2 separate regions of the Zea mays genome follow, and region 1 is linked to region 2. The links are chromatin contacts, called in public Hi-C maps. All regions are on one chromosome and are shown on one strand. The core of a region is the stretch at or near the end of the contact, and the rest is flanking DNA. Distances in the headings are between cores, read along the strand shown. Region 1 holds the start of LOC100272668 (Lipase-like PAD4). Region 2 has its middle 45 kb from the start of LOC100217036.

What was found. Hi-C and Micro-C count contacts between places; a contact is called where the count stands out from the background.
Region 1: a contact with region 2 is called in a Hi-C map of leaf, with 2.6 times the contacts expected there. The contact joins the promoter of LOC100272668 here to the enhancer-like site in region 2. A contact is called at or near these places in 2 of 25 Hi-C or Micro-C datasets (bundle sheath and leaf).

Annotation. Positions count from the first base shown.
Region 1 is chr2:132,275,266-132,279,304 of Zm-B73-REFERENCE-NAM-5.0, reverse strand. It overlaps LOC100272668 (Lipase-like PAD4), which reads left to right and starts at 2,320. Exons shown (of 4, transcript NM_001399134.1): 1 at 2,320-2,413; 2 at 2,483-2,977. The coding sequence starts at 2,861.
Region 2 is chr2:132,195,938-132,200,468 of Zm-B73-REFERENCE-NAM-5.0, reverse strand. No RefSeq gene overlaps it. Among protein-coding and RNA genes, the nearest start is that of LOC100217036, 45 kb to the right of the region's middle. Within about 2 kb of position 2,803, at least 3 of the 20 cell types and tissues checked have an H3K27ac peak or open chromatin away from gene starts, as enhancers often do. A contact at or near this core is called in leaf, where this site is marked.

The DNA.
Region 1 (4,039 bases), core at 1,071-3,570, 79 kb before region 2:
AAGCCGGTTACCGCTCAAGCTTTGTTCCAGTGCACGCAAGATCACGAAGAATACCTTCAAGCGTAGGGGCAGCTTGACCCAGAGCGAGCAACGAAGTTATAGCAGCCAAAATTGTTATGATATTGTCTTTTCCCCAGGGTTTCGTCTCATATAACAGTTTGTGCATATTGCAAAAACTTTTTGCATTTGGCTCCAACCCCTGGCTCCTAGCGGCCCAGACAAAGATTCCCATCCTTATAATGCTTCGGGAGTAATTTGATGAAGGTAGACCTGATATATCTTTAAAACTTCAACCACAAATCTGCTTAAGGGGAACCGAAGCCTAGCTTTAAAAAAGCTTCGGAAGATCACAACTTCATTCTCTTCGGGAGTAGGAACAGTCCTGTCTCCATCATCTGCTCTCACCACAGACATATCTCGAAAATATCTTCCTCTCATATTATCAAGATGACTCTATTTAATACTTGATTTTCCAAAAACTGAATGGCTTGGTCGCCAGGGTCGATCTTCGGAGTCTTTGCAACCACTTTCCACATCATAACTGTCACTATCACCGGTGTCTTCAGATAGGCCTTCTAAAATCTCTCTAGTAATCTTCTCTGTATTTGTTTTCGCTATTGATTCAAGAAAGCCAAGATTCTTCTCCTCAGAAAGGTTCAGCTTCGTTTCAGCAATAACTTTCTTATCTTGAGACATCTCTTCGAAAATGCTGAAAATGTGCTCTTAAGGCCGAAGCTAAAAAAAAATCTAAAAAGCCAGGCAAGCGTTTGTAGGCAAGAGCTAAAAATTGAGCAAGCAGAGCAGATGGCAAAAAGCATGTCAAATGAGCTCGTGGTGTGCTCTTATTTATACGCCTAGTACGTTGAAAACAGGAGGGCCCCACTTGTCATTGACTGTTGCTATTCTAGCAAAGGGAAGGTGTTTTTTCGGACCTTCGGCTTAGGGCCTTCGTCCATATCGCAATCTGAATTTATCATTCTAACAAATTAATATTGGAAGGGGCTACTGTTGGGGGCCTTCGGCTTCCGAAGGTCCTCAAAAACATGATTTAACAATGTTTCTGGAGTATAATACATGAACATGTACCTTCGGACATGGATCCTTCGGACTTGGATCAAATCCACGGTGTGAAGAAGTACAAGGAATACGAAGGAGGGCGCAGAGCCGAAGCTATGCGCAGGGGAGCTTCGGCATGATAGCAGAAAAAGAAACCGACTTAAAGATGAAAAGACTATTTAGACCTTGATGGATTGCTATAGAGTTATTAGCAAATGTAAAGTGCATGGGTGTAATTGGGCTGCGTCCCGTGCCTATAAATAGATGAACAGTGCTCCCGTACTGTTCACACTGACTTGACATTTGCTTTTGCGTCACGCTTGTACTTTTACCTTCCCTCAAGCCGAATGTACATTTGTAATTTGATATCATTTCTATTTTTCCATAATAATAAAATAGAAATGATCTAATAATAATAATATATAATTGTTTATGTTGTCTCTTATACTTTGTATGATCTCTTCTCTATTTTTATATGTTGTGCTGATGAAGGTATGTCCTTCATAACATTCGTTCGAAAATCATTATATTCTAAGAGAAATAATGCTTCGAAGGACGAATGACTTTAACGTTTAATATTTTCTATGTTGCCTTGTTCTTAACTCATAGCATTTAAGAACAAGTCCCCAACAATATCTTTTGCATATAGAAAAACGATCAAGGGGTTCTAGGATGTACATATATAAGTGACAAATTACGAAGGTCTCTTCATGCAAACTCCGCCATACCATTTGACCCCTAACCATTGTATAGGGCTAGGCAAAATACTCATAAGCTCGCTCGACTCGTGATCAACTCGGCTCGACTTGTTATAATTTTGTTGCGAGCTGAGCTAGCATCTCGGTTCGGTTCGTTAATGAGTCAGCTTGATATGAGCTCGAGCTAGCTCGTTAGCTCGAATGAGCTACCATTTATTAGCAAAACAAAGACTACACTTGTATTAGATGAACTAATAAGTGATGAATTATGTTAATTTGGCGTTTAATTGATATGATATATGAAATGATGAGTATTATTACTCTTTCCTAAATTAGTATGAAATTAACTTACAATTAATTATATATATATATTATTTTTATTATGTCTGGCGAGACCATCTAACTCAAGTTCGCAAATAAGCCGAATCAAATTAATTCTCTGGCTCGGTTTTTAACTAGCCGAACTAGTTAACGCGGTATCTAGCCCGGCACCCCTCCCGAAGACAGAGCCAGGCCGCCAAATTAAACTTGACCATTTCCTCTCTCTCTTTCTCTCTAACTCCGGGTCCCTCTCTCTTACTCTCTCTATTCTCTCCATCCTTGCTTCTGGGAAGCTCATCAGCCATGGACGATGCCGCTGCAGAGGAAGAAGCTTCCATGTAAGTTCCTCCTTCCAAATTTCCATCGTTTTTCCTCACATCAGCACTTATAAATACTTGCTGCATCAGTCGCGCACAAAAAAGCTAGGTGCTTCGGCTTCCTTTCGCGCCCAATTGGAGGCGAGACACACCCCGAAATAAAAAAAAGATGAGAATTCGATGCGACAAACAAGCTCAAATGCTTGGTCGGTGTCCTTTTGAAGGTTCGAGACCAGCCATGTCCTCGGCGCCCTGCTGGCCTCCTCGCCGTTGCTGGCGCGCGCCTGGGACCGCTGCACAGCCGCCTCCGCTGCAGCGCCGTGGTTCGTTCACGGCGAAGACGGCGGCAAGGTGTACGTGGGGTTCTCTGGGGTGCAGGCTGCGCTTACGGCGGCAGGCGCGGCGGTGGCCGGCGGCGGCGCCGACATCTTCGCGCCGGTGAGTCTCGGCGGGGACGCGGCGGGGCGGATGTTCGCGCCGCTGGTCGCCGCCGAGCCCGACCCGGCCGCTACCGGGGAGCCGGTTGCCGTGCAGGCGCTGGCGCTGCAGTGCTTCCTGAAACTCTGCTGCAGTCCTGATTTCCAGGTAACTCACTACTCCATTGAAAATATCTGCCTGATTGTCATTTACTTTATGTTTAGCGCGTTAATTGGAGCAGTTTGCCTTGCCCAGTAGTAATTGGACTAAAGAATTGTCATTTTTGAATCTGGGCGTTCGCGTGATGATCTGATATTTTTAGTTTTCTGGTTGGCTGGGGAAGGAGGAGTTGGCATGTTGATGTGCCTGTCTTTGGTTGTTGCTGTGTCCTTGTGTTCAGACATACAATACGAGACAGATGCACTGAGATATGAGACATTATAATTCCAGTGTCAGTCATTCAGTATTCAATAGAGCAACAATTTAATCAGTCAGAAATTTAGGAACATTGTGCGAGAAAAACTAAACAAAATCATCATTCTCTGGGCAAAAGTCTGGAAAGAACAGACTCCAACTCCAAGTTGCTATTACCACTTCACTACTTCAGGGTCTATTTTCTTCTCTCTAGTTATTTCATTTCTTCTATCAGATTGCCTTCTCTTCTGTAGTAAAACTGTTAGTCTGTGAAGTCAATTCAGACCCCAGAACTCAAAACAGGGTGTGTATAGAGAACAGTCCTTGTCAAATTTGGCGGCTAATTTGAGATGCTACGCTTTGTTTTCTGTTGTTCCTGTGCACACAAAAAGTACAAGCACATGGCATAGATCATGCTACTCCCCTGTTAAAAAAAACCCCAACTATAGAATTATGGACTTCGTGCTAGTTAAATTGGTTTATATTTGACTAAATTTTTAGTCAACGGTATTCACATTTATAGCTATAAATCAACTTATTATAAAAATATCTTTATAATTAATATAATGATATGTATTTGAAATTATAAATATTAATATCTTTGTCTATAATTGATCAAACTTAAGATACTAAAACATGACAATGTCGAATTGTTCTTTCTGCAAGGATTGATGTGGCTCATGTTTGGACAGCTTTACGGATATTCCTTTACTCCGTCCAAGAAAGAATGCAATGGTATCTGTGCCACTCATTCGTTTATAACAAATAGTATTAGCATTTATGTCTTTAAATAAATTTATTCGACGGAACGAGCAT
Region 2 (4,531 bases), core at 1,554-4,053:
TGCAAATCAGCAATGTGATTTTCTTGCTTCATGCTTTTGACTATGATATCATCAACATATGTCAACACATTCTTGCCAATTTGGGAGTGGGGAACTTTGGGAGTCATCCTGCTGAAGCTTCCTCCAGCATTCTTGAGCCCCTCAGGCATCCGAAGGTAGTAGTATGTCCCACTGGGTGTTATGAAGCTTGTCTTGAGCTCGTCTTCTTTCTTCATCCAAATTTGGTGGTACCCTGAATAATAGTCCAATAGGCTCATTAGCTTCGAAGTAGTTGCTCCATCCACAAGAGAGTCTATTCTAGGTAAAGGAAACTCATCCTTCGGACACGCTTTATTAAGATCTGTGAAATCAATGCACATTCTCCACTTTCCATTAGCCTTCTTCACCATTACAGTATTAGCCAGCCACTCTGGATATGTTACCTCTCTGATCACTCCGGCACTCAGAAGCCTTTTGACTTCGTTTCGTGCACCTTCTGCTTTGTCATCGGACATCTTGCGAAGCTTCTGCCTTCTTGGCCTGATAACTGGATCTACATTAAGTGCATGCTCGATGACGTCTCTGTTGACACCACAGAGATCATTGGCTGACCAGGCAAAGACATCCTTGTTGTTGAACAAAAACTTCAACAAGGTTTTTTTCTTGTTCATCAGACAGTTGTGATCCCAGCAACACCTTCTGCTTGGCTATGTCCTCGCATAGAAGCATGGGCTTCGGCTGGTCTGCTGAGGCAGCCTTATCTCTTTTGTGTTTGCACTGCTGATGAACTTCAGCTTCATCTATGTTATGGATAGCCTTTGAATCTATCCAATTCCCTTCGGCCCTTCTAGCAGCCTCTTGACTCCCATGCACAGCTATGGGGCCTTGGTTTGATGGTATTTTCATGCACAGATACGCTGGATGAAGTATTGCTTCGAAGGCATTTAATGTTCCTCGCCCAATGATTGCATTGTAGGGATACTCCATATCAACAATGTCAAAGACAACCTGCTCTGTCCTTGTGTTGTGAACGTAGCCGAAGGTGATCGACATAGTTATCTTGCCAAGTGCCACAATCTGCCTTCCTTCGAAGCCATAGAGGGGGTGCGTTGCATCATGTATCTTGTCGTCCTGCTCCTGCATCTGCCTAAAAGCTTTTCAAAGATAATATTTGTTGCACTGCCTGTGTCTACAAGGACATTATGAACCAGCAACCCCTTGATGACACAAGATATAACCATTGCATCATTGTGAGGATAATCCTTGAGCTGAAGGTCTTCCTAGGAGAAGGTTATTGGTATATGAGACCACTTGGACTTGATGAAGGGTCCTTGCACTCCAACATGTTGTACCCTTTTCTGTGCTTCCATCTTCTGCTTCTTATTGGCTAGTTGAGAACTTGAACCACCTGTGATTGGAAGCACCAGCTTTGTAGCCAAAGGTACCACAGCTTGGTTGCCTTGTGAAGCCATCGTCGCAGTCGTGAAAGTGAGTTCACTGGAGGTGGGCGCCAATGTTGGTCACTTGTTCTCAAATGTTGTATATCAAGAACAAAGCAACACAATTGTTAATTATTATGGACCTTCGTCCTCCGAAGCATTATCTCCACATGGGAATAACGCTCATCAGACGAAGGTCAAGAAGGACTCACCTTCATCATTTAATATGTGAATGAAAATGTAAAAGGATGAAGACATTAGCTGCATTTCATTAATTCATACATATTTGCATTTCATAAAACATGTATGAATATTGACAGTATCAGTATTATATTGATACCTTCGGCTTGCTCGAAGGTGAAGAAGCGAGAGAGTGATTACAACTCCGCGTGAACATTACGGTGTTTATTGTTCATCTATTTATAGGCACGAGACACAGCCTGGGTAAAATTACATTCATGACCCTTAACATTTATCTACAGACGACCTGGATTATTAAGGTCTATCTGGTCTTTTCTTCTTCTGCTTGAGCTGAATCGAAGCTGATGATACCTTCGGCATTCTGCATAGTTACTTCTACGCAAGGTCTTCGTCTTAAGAAGCTGAAACGAAGGTGATGATAGCTTCGGTGGGCCTCTGTATTATTTTGTCAAAGGTGTTTCTGTCTTGAGGACCTTCGGTGGGAAAGAAGATCCCCAACATTACATGTCGACCATTTCCGAACCTAGGCAACTTTAACCCACACGATATATATCTGGCAAAACCACCTCGGGATACTCCCTACCCATGAAGATGGTGGAGCTGTTCCTAGCAGTGTAGGATGGTAGAGTTTAAATTGAAGGTACGGCGAGAATCAGTGAGTCACCAGAACTCCAAAACGACGGTCGGGAAGGTGGGCGAATGGATGGAGCAGTGGGTCGACGTGGAGGGCGGCCTGCGACGGTGTCTAGTGATTGTGAGACGATGTTCTCAGAGTTTCACTACAGTAGATTTTGATTGGCCGACACCGTGAGAAACTAGAGGTCAGAGAGATACCAGAACAAGAATAAGAAGAGCATAAACTATCCGGAGAAGCGCTGGCCACGGTGAAGCTCCCCTACGACGCTGGTGACCGCTTTCAGGAAAATCCGATGAACTCAAGCTATAGTGGAAGAGAGGGGCTAGCTGAGGGTGGGTTGGGCACGTAACAGAGAGGCGGAGTGAGGGGAACACTCAATTTAAAGGGACTAATTGCGTGCTTCATGAATTTGGGATGAGAGTACCCACGGCGGCGGTGAGATATTGTCACCGAGCCCGTTCACCGTGGCACGCGAGGAAGTAATGGCTCAAGGCGGTAATTGGTTGCTTGCCATGACTTACAGCGACGTGGTGAAGCACACTATTACGTGGCATGGCAGAGATGGGCGGTGACCCCCGGCGTTGATAACACGGCGGGCCGCAGGGCAATTGGATGTCGTGGAGAAGCCGGCCAAGCTCCTATGTTCCTCCCCCTAAAGATCTTTTACCTTGGCATGTACTCCAAACTTGGCGCGAATCTCTGCGACGAGCTCGGATCATGGCGCACGACCACTGGCGGCAAGGTTCAGCGAACCGTGGATCTTTGTCAGTTACTGTTCCAATCGAAACTCCTTTTCAAAACTGCCTGATATAGAAAGTTTGAGGGCATATTACTCCCATTTCCAAGTAGTAACATACCAACTCGACTTTAGCAAAGTTGTTCTCCTATATATGACCTTCAACTTTGTCACAGTGACCCTAACCTTAACCTCACTAGATTATCCATAATTTAGCTCCAAAGTTGGACCGATGTCACTGTCAGTCTAGGTTCAAAGTACCCCCTTAACTGACAGCCATACTTCAAGGGTGTTTTACTCCAAGTTCCATGTAATTTTTGGGCTAGGTCACTTAATCAAATTGATACTACTATAGAAGCTCTACAACTTTGTCATGGTGAGTTATAGCAAAACCCTCATGGATTTAAAACTACAAGTGTCCAAAGTTGGCTCAATATCACTGTTTTTTAGAATTCCAAATTCTTGAGCACTTGTGAACTTTTGCACTTTACCCCAAATTGCTCCACAAAACTTGAATATCTTCAAATATAAAAGTTGCTTAGTTTTTGTTACGCTACCACTTTGATATATATACTTTTGGCAAAAAGTGGCTAGATCATGATTTTCACTTTGGCTCTAATGGGTGCGTTTGGTTGCGGGTCAGCTAGGACAGGGACGTCCCCTGGTGTCCCCTCTCGTCCCTCCAATTTTGAGGGACAACAGGGGACAACACTGGGATAGTCCTGTCCCAATCTTTGATCCAGAACCAAACAGCCTAATTTGAAGGATCGTCCCATCCTATCCCGTCCTGTCATTGCAACCAAACGCACCCTAAGTGTTTTGGAGCTCTCAATTGCCTTTAGGGGCTTCACCTCTTCTATACCTCACCCCTTAGGGTATAATCCCTAATTAGCAAAAGCACCCTCCCCACTTTGACCATATGGTCAATTGACTACTAACTCATGTGGTGACTCATTCCTCACTTGGTTCAAACAACCCTACAAAGTATACCCTATACCCAAACAAGTATCACATCACATGTTGTTTTGAAATTTTAGCCTAGTGGATGCATTCTAAGTGTATCACAAACAATGAAATGCAAGTGCACATGATGTCATGCCAATGTTTTAGTTCTCGTAACAGCATGGGTGTTACATCCTCTCCCCCACAAAAGAATCTTGTCCTGAGATTTAAACCTCCTAGGTAAGTAATGGAAAAGGAAATGTGTCACAACTTTATTTCATATCTTCTCTTACAAGGTAGGGGGTGAATATGTGTGTCTGACTGACTTTACAATAAAATGTACAAAACTTTAGGGTTTACAAGAAGCTAGAAACTCAGGAAAATGCTTTTCTAAATAATCTTCGAATTCCCAAGTGGCCTCTTCTTCGGTATGTTGATTCCATTGTACTTTATAAAACTTGAGTGTCCTTATTCTAGTGACTCGATCCTTTTGGTCCAAAACTCGTACTGGATATTCCGAATAAGTTAGGTCTGGTCCCAAGTTAACTTCTGATACATCCATGGTTTGATCGGGTACTCGGAGGCACTTCTTTGCTG